Linked DNA regions of Mus musculus: regions 1 and 2 are each linked to region 3. Evidence: chromatin contacts called from public HiChIP or PLAC-seq data. All regions are on one chromosome and are shown on one strand. Each heading gives the region's core, a stretch centred on a gene start, on an enhancer-like site or on the middle of the called end of the contact. The rest is flanking DNA. Distances are from core to core; before and after follow the strand shown.

The links. HiChIP or PLAC-seq counts read pairs in DNA pulled down with a chosen protein or histone mark.
Region 1: an H3K4me3 HiChIP or PLAC-seq map of craniofacial prominence shows a contact between it and region 3, with 4 times the contacts expected there. The contact joins two enhancer-like sites. A contact is called at or near these places in 2 of 484 Hi-C or Micro-C datasets (astrocytes and embryonic stem cells) and 8 of 115 datasets of contacts at active chromatin or transcription factors (craniofacial prominence, embryonic basal ganglia, embryonic forebrain and 5 more).
Region 2: an H3K4me3 HiChIP or PLAC-seq map of embryonic limb bud shows a contact between it and region 3, with 5 times the contacts expected there. The contact joins two enhancer-like sites. A contact is called at or near these places in 5 of 115 datasets of contacts at active chromatin or transcription factors (embryonic hindbrain, embryonic limb bud, embryonic stem cells and 2 more) and 1 of 9 other capture datasets (embryonic stem cells).

What each region holds. Positions count from the first base shown.
Region 1 is chr14:67,606,173-67,609,815 of GRCm38.p6, reverse strand. No RefSeq gene overlaps it. Among named protein-coding and RNA genes, the nearest start is that of Gm24981, 41 kb to the right of the region's middle. Within about 2 kb of position 1,300, at least 23 of the 459 cell types and tissues checked have an H3K27ac peak or open chromatin away from gene starts, as enhancers often do. A contact at or near this core is called in craniofacial prominence, where this site is marked.
Region 2 is chr14:67,632,315-67,635,701 of GRCm38.p6, reverse strand. No RefSeq gene overlaps it. Among named protein-coding and RNA genes, the nearest start is that of Gm24981, 67 kb to the right of the region's middle. Within about 2 kb of position 1,356, at least 6 of the 459 cell types and tissues checked have an H3K27ac peak or open chromatin away from gene starts, as enhancers often do. A contact at or near this core is called in embryonic limb bud, where this site is marked.
Region 3 is chr14:67,343,396-67,346,998 of GRCm38.p6, reverse strand. The region is part of intron 6 of Ebf2 (early B cell factor 2); the gene reads right to left. All of the region lies in intron 5 of 4930438E09Rik (RIKEN cDNA 4930438E09 gene), which reads left to right. Among named protein-coding and RNA genes, the nearest start is that of Gm6878, 30 kb to the right of the region's middle. Within about 2 kb of position 2,113, at least 74 of the 459 cell types and tissues checked have an H3K27ac peak or open chromatin away from gene starts, as enhancers often do. A contact at or near this core is called in craniofacial prominence and embryonic limb bud, where this site is marked.

The sequences.
Region 1 (3,643 bases), core at 51-2,550, 260 kb before region 3:
ACCATCTCAAGGTCTTATGTAGGTGCTGGGGATTTGAACTCAGATCCTCTTTGCTTTCAAAGTATGCATTCTTACCATGAGCCATGTCCATGGCCCCCCAAAAAGGCACGGTCGGTCGGTTCATCTGGAGTCAGTGCACACAGAGGCCCCCTGCCTTGTGTTCTCTGTGTCTGTGTTCCCTTCACGACAGCTAGCCCTGTTAGCTGCACCACAAGTATCTGAGAGCAGACCCTTCTAAACTTTTCCATGCACGGGTAACAGCTAATGCCCAGCTAAGTGCTTGATGTTTATGTTGTTCCTTTCCAGCAGGTCACCCCAACACCCACTGTCACCCTGCTGTGGCTTGCACGCGGATCCAGACTATATATATATATATATATATTTTTTTTTTTTTTGATGAGTCTCATAAAAGCCTCCCTTTACCAAGGCAATAATCGGGACCCGGTCTTTCAGCCTTTGAACTCCTCCAGAGAGAAGCACTGAGATTTTATGTGACATCATGGTCCCCAACATTGAAAGCCAAAGAACTAAGCTAAGAGGCTGGTTGAATTCCTTAGAAGGGAAGTGGGGCTTGTGGATCTGGGTGAGAAGAGTTTGTGAGCCTCAGAGGTAGACGGGTGGTTAATTTTCCTGCAGGCCCCTGGAAAAGTGGCTCCTGTACCACCCACAAGGCACATTCCTCAAGCCCACCAGAGACTGACCCCGTTCTCGCTTGATATTTATAGCCAGCATTAGCCTGTGATTATATTAACAGTCAAATGATTACTATTCTAGATGTGATTGTTAGTGTGTGTGTGTGTGTGTGTGTGTTCGTGCGTATGTTTCTATGTGTCCATGAAGTTCTCATCAGAGGGAGATAGAGTGATAGAAAAGGATTTTTGGAGGAAAACATACTGTCCCTTTGAAACTGTATTTCATAGAAACTGAGCAGGAAATTTTGCTAATGTCTGCATTAAAGAACAGAGTCTGAGTACCTGGAAGAGGCATTTTTAGGTGAGAGGATTGAACCCCAGGAAGAGTCTTGTCCTGGGCCACACAGATAGCACCAAAGAAAAAGCTCTCGACTCCTGATTCAGAGCTCTCCCCACAGTGCCCAGGGCAGTCTCTCCGAGTGCTTATTGCCTTCTCGTAGGGCTTGTCTGAAACCCAGCCTCCGGGTCTTTATATTTATCCAGGCCTTTCATCTTTTCCGCTACCCTGCGCTCTCCTCGGGCACCCGAGGCTGCTCCTGTCCCAGGAGGCTTGCAGGTAACTGCAGCTCTCTTTGGTTTTGCCTGTCTTGCAGTCACGTGACCAAGAGCTCTGCTCTTCGGAGCCCAGCTAGCAGTTGCTTAATCCTCCCTGCTTCCTCTGGGGTTTCTCTCTCTGGTTCCATGGGCCACCGTCTGTAAACTTCGGACTGTCCTCACAGACCGACCGACCGCGAACTGTGATGCCCAACCTTCGCTTCCGGCGGTCGCAATTGTTTTTTAAAGCGAGAACTTCATTTTAATCACCCTTGAGAACCACTCCGGGCTTCTACTCAGATGATTCGTATGCAATTCAAAGCAAATTGACGTGTGTGCATGGGTGTGCATGTGTGTGTGAGCATGCAAGCACATCAAGGCCCGCGTGTGGAGGTCAGAGGACAACTTGTGAGCGTGGGTCCTTTCCTCCCGCGGTGCGGACTGGAGCCCAGAGTCAAGCAGTAGTTCCGTGAAGCAGCAAAGCACCTTCACCCGCTGAGCCATTTCCCTGGCCCAGCCTTCGCAATATACAGACTACACTCTACATTTCTTTAGATCAACCAAGTGTCTTCTGAAACTTAAATATACGCGTTTGAATTGTTACAGCATTGCCATAACTGGGAAGCTAGCTCTAGGGAAAACAATTTAGATAATGAAAATAAAAGATGTTTAGGTTCTGGCTGGAATCACTCCCGCCCTGGACTGTTCAAGCCTGGCCTCATCTCTTTTGTTAACAAAAGTAAGGGAGGAGTGGCCTGGGGAGACAGATCAGTGGGTAAAGTCCTTGTTTCCTGAGCACTAGTATCTGGGTTTGTCCCCTCTGTACTCACATACAAAGCCAGGAATGGCAGTAGGAGCCTGTAATTCCAGCACTGGGGAGCAGAGACCAAAGGGCCCCTGGTCCCCATTGGCTGGTCAGCTTAGCCAAACCAGTGAGATCTAGGTCCTGTGTCAAAAACCAAGATGGACAGTATCCTAAGGAATGTCCCTGAGGTTGACCTCTGACCTCCACATATCTCTCTCTCTCTCTCTCTCTCTCTCTCTCTCTCTCTCTCTCTCTCTCACACACACACACACACACACACACACACACACAGCACTTTACTAACCATCTACTCCACATTTTTAATTCCAGTGCTATTATAGAAAGTACGGGGAAATATATTGTGTGAAATGGCCCCTGGCTCTAGCAGCAAAAAACACCATAGAGTGAGGAAGATTGTATCTAGGTTCAATTTTAGGCATGCCACCTATCAGCAACATGGTGTGGGACGAGCTACTTGGACATTCCCAGTCCTTATCTGTGAATTAGGAAGATTAGCACCAACTGAGAAGACTGTTGTGACAATTTAATGAAAAACAACAACAACAACAAAAAGCTCCCAAACAAAAACAGCTGCCTCACAAAGAATGAGAGCTGTTTGCAAGATGAAGAGGGGTCTAAGGCTTTAAAGGCCCTTCCAGTCACAAGGTTGCATTGCAGACCCAGCCCTAAGGGATTCAAGTCCAGAAAGAGATCACTAGAAACTTTTGTTAGGGCAAAACCTTGTTCTAATGCCCCTGCCTCCCTGGTTTAGGGTGTTTCCGCCTCCCTTTTCGGGGAGTATATGCTGTGTATGGTTCTGAAACCTGTGAGCGGGAGCCATTGCTGGAAGGAAAAGATGAGAGAGGGCCGGCCGACCGGCATCTCCACATTGCTGAATTATGTATCGCTCTTCCTGGGGAACAGCGATTGCTTCTTGCCCTGTTGAAGGTGGATTGGATTTGGCTCTGTCCCCATGCTGTTCGGGAGCTTATTCTAATAAGAACAACTTAATATTGCACCTGAACAGTGAAGCTTTCTCATCCCTCTAGGACATTCCCCGATTTATACCTTGGGCGGGCGCAGCCTTCCTGATTACTTCAGATGAGGAAACTGAGTTAGGCTCCCTAGGAGGGCTCCGGTGAATAATCTTAGGATTGACATTTAAATTCAATCAGCTTTTTTTTTTTATTTTCTTTTATTGTGATTTTTTTTTTTCTGCATTTGTCAAGGGCCAGACCCTGTGTGCCAGATACCTTCATGACCATTATTACATTGAATCCTTAAAATAACCTCACGAGACAAGGTTCCTATTATAAACTTATTTAAAAGATTTGGGAGCTGAAGAAAAGCTGGGAACTTGCCTAAGGTCATGGAGGTAGCATACATTAGGGAACAAGATTTCAAAATGGCTTGCTTTTTAAATCCATACTCACTCTTAGCATGCTGCATTGCTATAGTGTGAACAGTTGGCAGCCACCTTCCTCTCTCCCTCCCTCCCTCCCTCCCTCCCTCCCTCCCTCCCTTCCTCCCCTCCTGCCCCCCCTGCACTCCATTCATATTATCATGTCATATCGGTTATATTGAATAATTGTAGTATTTTATATATGTATAC
Region 2 (3,387 bases), core at 107-2,606, 290 kb before region 3:
TCTGAGTTCCCCTGTGGCCACATATTCACCACGCCTGGCAGAATGCTGGCATTTACAGAGGCTCAGAGTGCGGGCTCCAATCAAGGTATGGCTGAGCTGGCTCCTTAGCCTCTGAAACAGTGCCCTCCACAGGTTAAACAAAAAGTGCCACAGTGATAAGCAAGGGGGGGGGGCGGGGTAAGGAGAAGCTGGGTGTGGAGGTGCTCACCTCTCAAGCCAACATTCCAGAGGCCAAGTTAGTCCAAGGGTAGCCAGCCTGGGTTACATAGTGAGATCCTGCTTCAAAACACAAACGGAAGCAGAGGGAACATCAAGGAGATAGGGAGGGAAGAGGGAAGGGAGACACAGAGATTCCACACAAGAGAGACATAGGATCGGAAGTAAAGGAGGAAGAGAAGAGACAGGAAAGGCATTGTGTCACAACATTCCAGACCCCAAAAGGACCACAGCAACCATTTGATGAAACACCCTCACGCTACTGGATAAAATATGACCGTTCCAGCTGGTTTTCAGTATAGATCTGCTAGTGTGTGCGTGTTTGTGCATGCGTATATTTGTGTGTTCCTGCAGGTGTGTGTGTGTGTGTGTGTGTGTGTGTGTGTGTGTGTGAAAACTGAGGTGAAAAGGCATAGGATAAGTGACTTGAAAGGTCACAGAACTCAGGAGCGTCAGTGGAAAGATGAGAAGACAGCCTACCATCCAGTGCCCCTCACCCAGGCTCTGTCTTCCACACAACATCCTGAGTGTATTGGGGAGGAGGAAGAAGAGCAGAGAAAGGTGTGTGTGTGTGTGTGTGTGTGTGTGTGTGTGTGTGTAAAGAGAAGTCCATTTGTGTCTCTGTCTCACACCACTACCACATCTAGCTTTTTCTGTTTTGTTTTGCATGGCCAACATGCTTGTGAGAACTGAAGCATCTCCCCTGGTTTTGAATACTAGTGCCCTGTAAGCAGAGGAAACCCGGCAGTTACTTTGCTGCCCACTCTGAAATTCTTTAAGGCATTCCCATGTATACTTAATTTTTTTTTAGCTTCCTCTCCCCTATCTCCCTGAACCCCATCTCTGTCGCATGGTTTGACCCCTAGCATTTCCCCTTGCACTTGAATATCGAATTCTAATTGGCAGGAGGCCAGGGCCAGACTGCCCAACCTGCTGGGAGCCTCTGCACTAACTCACAGAAACAAGTTTCGTGTTCCGTGGTGGCCACATGTTCCTCGTCAGCCTGCCCCAGATCTAGACTGTTTGCTCAAATATCCTGACATTCCTAAAATTTCACCTGGCCTAGAGTATAAAAACACAGCGAAACAGACTTTGACAAGGATTTAAAACAGATCTCTCAAGTGACTTCATCCCTAGCCCCCTCCTCCTCGTAGCCTAGACAATCAAGAATTAAAGCAGGGGACTGAAGATAGTTCACATTCTCCTGGCTTCTAGAAAACTCCCCGGGGCCAAGAACTTTGGCATAGGAATGTGGAGTTTAAGGTCACACAGATCTGATGTCAAATAGTTTATCGTGTATGTGTGTTCCTATGATTAGGATGCATGCTGTCTCCCTGACACCGTAGACAGTATCAGCTGCACGTAAGGATGGTAAAGACACTACTGTAGCATGGAACCAGGGTGCCTAGAGGGCATGTGATCTATGAGTGTGAACTACATGTGTGGCTTTGAGCATCTCTCTCTCTCTCTCTCTCTCTCTCTCTGTGTGTGTGTGTGTGTGCGTGTATGTGTGTGTGTCCATATGTAGAGGCCAGAGGACTATCTCAGCTGTCATTCCTTAGATGTGTCCCTTCCTCAAGCCCCCTCCTTGACCTGCTCTTTAGAGACAGGGTCTCTCACTGGCTTTGAACCGCCTGGGGAATCCACTCCCGGTGCTGGATTAAAGCACACTACAGCCACACCCACTCCATCCAACTCTTTTGTTTTCCTTTGTTTTGTTTCGCATCACTTCCGCGGATGGAATTTGGGTCCCCATGCGTGCAAGGATTGATGTATTTCCCCAGATTTTGAATCTTAAGATGCCCTCTCGCACCAGCAATGTGGCTGTGCCCTCATGACAAGTCCCTTGACGATCTTATTCTTCTTATCTGTATCATGGAGTGACTTTTTCCATAGACGTGAGGACAAATTGAGATAATGCAAGTCCCATGCCAGGCACAGGACAGGCACCTGCTATACATTAGCCGTTATTATTTCCTAATGTCCTGTTTCTTTACATGTGCCCCGGAGTCCTTGGGGGGCACCAAACAAACTGGTTTAAAGTCCTTGGTCAGATCACCTGCCGGGGGCAGAGCTGTCCGCTGTCCTTTCGATCTCTGACATTCCTACCCAGGCTCCAGTGGGTTCAGAGAGTCAAGCATCAGGTTTTATGAATCTGAGATATTTGAAATATTGTAGGAGACTGTCAAAGAATACTTAGGCCACTCCAAAAAGGGGCCGTTCTTAATTTTCATCTTTCCTGCGAGTCAGAAAGATATATACTCTCCGCATAATGGCAGTTTCCTCGTTCTGAAGTTCTGGCAGGTTGGTGATACAATAAACAGTGCCCTGTCATGAGGAGTGCATAAAACATGGGCTGACATTCCTTTACAAGTAAAGAGAAACATGACTGCGGCAGATGACCTTTTGCGGAGGGCACAGCTGTTTTGTGTGGTTAGAGGGACCCGTGGTTTCATACTTAGGGGCTACGATATACGACTGGCTTTTCACAAAGTGTTTCCATGAGAAATTACAGTACGTTCCTGAGGGAAGCACCCCAGCTCTCGGCATTCTCGTTAGGCAGGCACAAAGGTCGCTTGCTCTCTTGATGTTTTCCAAATGATAGTATGGTGAATGCATGCTATTTGGAAATTCTCGAGTGTGGGAAGTGAGAGTGGTTTTGAGAGGGTGCAGGGGTCTCTTTCTTCCTGCGGGAGTTTCATCGTGGGGCTCCTGTCAGGTTGGGGACCTCAGCTTAGGAAGAGCTACTGGAAGTGCGATGCTTTTCAAATGATAGGTTTGTAAGAGATGCTAGATATATTTTTTTATTTTATCCACAGGCGTTTATTTCTTATATAAGATGTTACCTGCACAATAAATTAAAATAGACATGAAAATATCACTGGTCCACAAATTGTGTTGACATTGACTATTTTCTTCTATGACTTATTTTCCAAATTATTTTAACATATTGTTTATGTCATGATGTAATTTTTTAAAAACAAGAGTATTGCCTCTTCTTTTAATTTTTTAATCCAGTTCCCCTAAAAATCCCTGATAACTGAAAGCATCCCTGAATACGCTTAGGACCCCTCCTCCTCTCCACCTCTCCTCTAATTTAAAATAATAAGCCCACTGAGAGCAAAGCTTGGCAGTCTCTCCACAGAATGGGGGTGGGGGATGTGTGCCAAT
Region 3 (3,603 bases), core at 864-3,363:
AGCGCGCCGTGTATCTATAGAGAAGGGACTCTGGCTTCCCTGTGCAGTCTGCTGCGCTATAAGGGAATCCCTGAATGCGCCCACTGGGCTTCTATTCCAGAACCCTCCTATCTACTACAGAGGGAGTCGAAGTTGGGACAATCTCTCTGGCTCTAAAGCAATATGACCGAGGATCTCTGAGAGCATGCACAGCCACCAGCCCCAGAACCCTGTGTCCAGGATTTGTCTTAAAGGAGCTTTTCCTATGCGGAAAGCTCTCCCTGCCATGCGATGTTCTTTGTAGTACTGCCTACAAAGGACAAAATAGTAGAAACTATATTTGTCCCAAAGATGACAGTTACTCAGTGATGTCATAAGAGGGTATCCGATGACACCAAAAGGCAGATGTGCTAAGAAGTAAACAGATTAAAGGGCGAGAATGTAAAATCACCACACTATTTTTTTTTTGTTTTTGTTTTTGAAAGAGAAAGGGAAGACAGGAAGAGTGGTAACTCTGAAGGGTTACCACTCTGATTGGGCGGTGGTTTACTGGGGCCATTTCCTTCTCATTTTGTACTTTTTGTTCATATTTTCTAAACTGTGTGAAATGAGTATGCTACACATAAGTTACTTTTAGAAACAAAAATCTATACAGTGTTTCCATTGCTTTAAGTGAAACATTTAAACTGTGGAGATGTGAGTCCGATCTTCTGAAGACTTCCACTTGAAGTCCTGCTGCCTTGTAGAATGTAGGGGAAAGACCAGATAGCTGAATGCCAATATTAACACACTAGGTGAAAACCAGCCTACGAATTAAAGTTTATATACACACCACACTTAGACACACATAATCTCCATCATATACACAGATACACCCATACACTATCCACTTAGACACAGATAACCCCTTACACACACACACACACACACACACACACACACACACCCACCTTCTTTTAGATTTCTGTTCTTTGAAAACACTCCCCTAGAGAGACTTTTCTTTTGTGGCTTTGGACTTCATACTCTGATAATGTTGCCATTTTCTTTTGCCTTGATTATGGTAACCCAGAACCTCATTTATTCTGATTCAGCCCAAGAGGAAATCACTGTAGCTTTTCAATTTTGCCATCTATCAGCAGGGTCTGGAACTACGACCCACAGCCTGGCAAAATACGTTCCACCCCCACAGTCCAAGTCAAGTTCAATGCTCACTCCATGCAGTCACAGTGCACAGGGCCCAGCCAGTGCTGCACATTTAACTGAAGCAACAAAATGTTAGTGGCCAGAGCTTGTGCGACACTCCCTATACTTGAATGTCTGCCAAGAAGTTGATCTAAGCTGCAACATTTTAGAACTGGCCTTGGAGCAAACATGCATTTGCTAGAGCAATGACGGATGCTTTGCACGTCCCATCAGGTCTGGAGATATATATATATATATATATATATATATATATATATATATATATATATCCATCCTATGGTTCCATTGCCAAAATTCCATAGTTAAGTCCCTGAAGCAGAGCATGGCCAGAATTTGTCCGACCAGGTTTCACTCTGGGGCTGTAAACTGCCACACTTGCTGCTTAGTGGGAGGACAAAGCCCACCCCACTGGCCTCTGCCACAGGACCAAGTGACTTTCAAGCTGTTTCTTGCCAGGAGTGTGGGTGGGCAGCAGGCAGGATCCCAGCGCAACAAACTAGATGCAATTGACTGTAACCCAGAATTTTTTTTTAATGGCTGTTTTGGATGGTGGTACTCAGCAACCCCCAACCCCCATCCTTCATTTCTCCTAACAGTTATACATCAGGAAAACAAAGCAAGGAGCAGAGGGAGGTGGGGTGTCGCTGAAGCTAGTTTGTGCCAAATACAGTTAAGGGTGGAGAGGGAGGTGGGATTGGAAAGGGGGGAAAAATCAAGTCACTTTCAATCATGTGTCACACCTTTAAATAGTGGTTAAATCTCTGCGTTGTGCAGCTCATCCTTTTACAACACGGGGCTCCCTTAGAGAATTTCCCTGTTTACACTGGGAATTCCTCCAGGGCCGCATCAATAAAGCTGAACAGATGTCAGGGTGGAATGCCAGCGGCGATGGCTGTTGTCAGGGGTACTGGGGAGGCAGTCACAGAACAATGAGAGACCGCGTCTGCTACACAAAGCCCTCGCGCGTGGGTCAGGTTCTGCCACTGTGTAGAGATTCCACCCTACCCTTTGTCTGGGCACATTGCCTTTCTTGTTTCTCGATGACAAGGGTTGACACATGTCACCCGGCCCTATCAGGAGTGTTATTTGTTTGCCACTTGCGTATGCGCCACTGTTTCTGACCTCCCTGCTTCCCCCACTGGATGCACAAAGCGGAGCTGAGATTCTCTAGCCCAGCCCCAATCTACAATTTCATTATGCACTTTGAGTGGGAAGTGGGATGTAGATGTCCTTCTTTTTAATTAAAAACATGATTGATGAGACTTAACTGACAGTAGGAAATGCAATTTAAATATTCCTTAAAGAGGCACTAACCCTGTTTGCGTGGCGAACCTTGGCGTCCCCTCCCAAAGTTGCAACCAGCGGGGAGAAAGGAGATTAAAACAAAAAGCCTTGTTCAAGTCCCGTTTGGAGGCTGCGGAAGACTGGTAATGTTAGACGGCCACTGCAGCCCTGTAACCAGAAACTTCTCGCCGTTAGGAGCAGTGTGAGGTGTTACACAGAATGGGATTGCTGGGGGGGGGGGGGGGGTAGAGGGGGCGGTGAGCCGCGTCTCTCGTGAAAACTGGAGAATATGCTATGAAACTGCGACCGGGCCACACCAGCACATTCACTACATTTTTTTAAAATGCCAATCTGTTTCTACAAGACCTCAGACCCAAACTTTCCATTTCCCCAGATCTGCAAAAAAAAAAAAAAGTGGTTTCCTGCCCTTTCAGGGTCGTGTGGCTGAGTTTTTCTGGCCTTGGGTTCTTCAAACTGTCATTTTAAAATAAGCTTTAAAAGAACGTCCTTAGCCCTTGAACAGGACACGGCCTGTACTTATACGGAAGGAAGAGAACATTTACCACTTTTTTTTCCCTAAAAGACCCACTCAGATTCACTAATCTGACAGCTAAGTTATTAGAGAAAATTCTTCAAACAACAGGACACAGTAACCTAAAAGTCTAGAGGAACCCCAAATCACATAGGCAGGGCCTGGGATAAGCGTGCTGAATAACGGGGTCTTCCTGCATCTAGAAATAATGAGTGAGGCTGAACGTTCCAAAATCCACAGCAGTATCAGTTTAAGGTTTATCTTTAAAGTGGGTCCTTCTCTTTCTCAGCCTCCAGCGATTCTCCTGGGGTGTGTTTTGTTGCTGTTCTTTGGAGAAACATTTCATATTGCTTACCATGAATGTATTTATTTTCTGAGACATGTCGGCCTAGAATTTTAAAAGCGTGAGAACTGTATGTCTAAGGAGAGCCTGATCTATCTCCGAAGCTTTGGTGCAGCACACACTTCCTATGTGTTTTGTACCTTAAGATTTTATCCTAACATTTCAAAAACCCTTTACGAGGAGCAGTAGATGCCATGAAACACCCATCCCTGCCCACTTAATGCCTAATTAAGGGCTAACAACAAGAAAAAGGTTTTCCTGA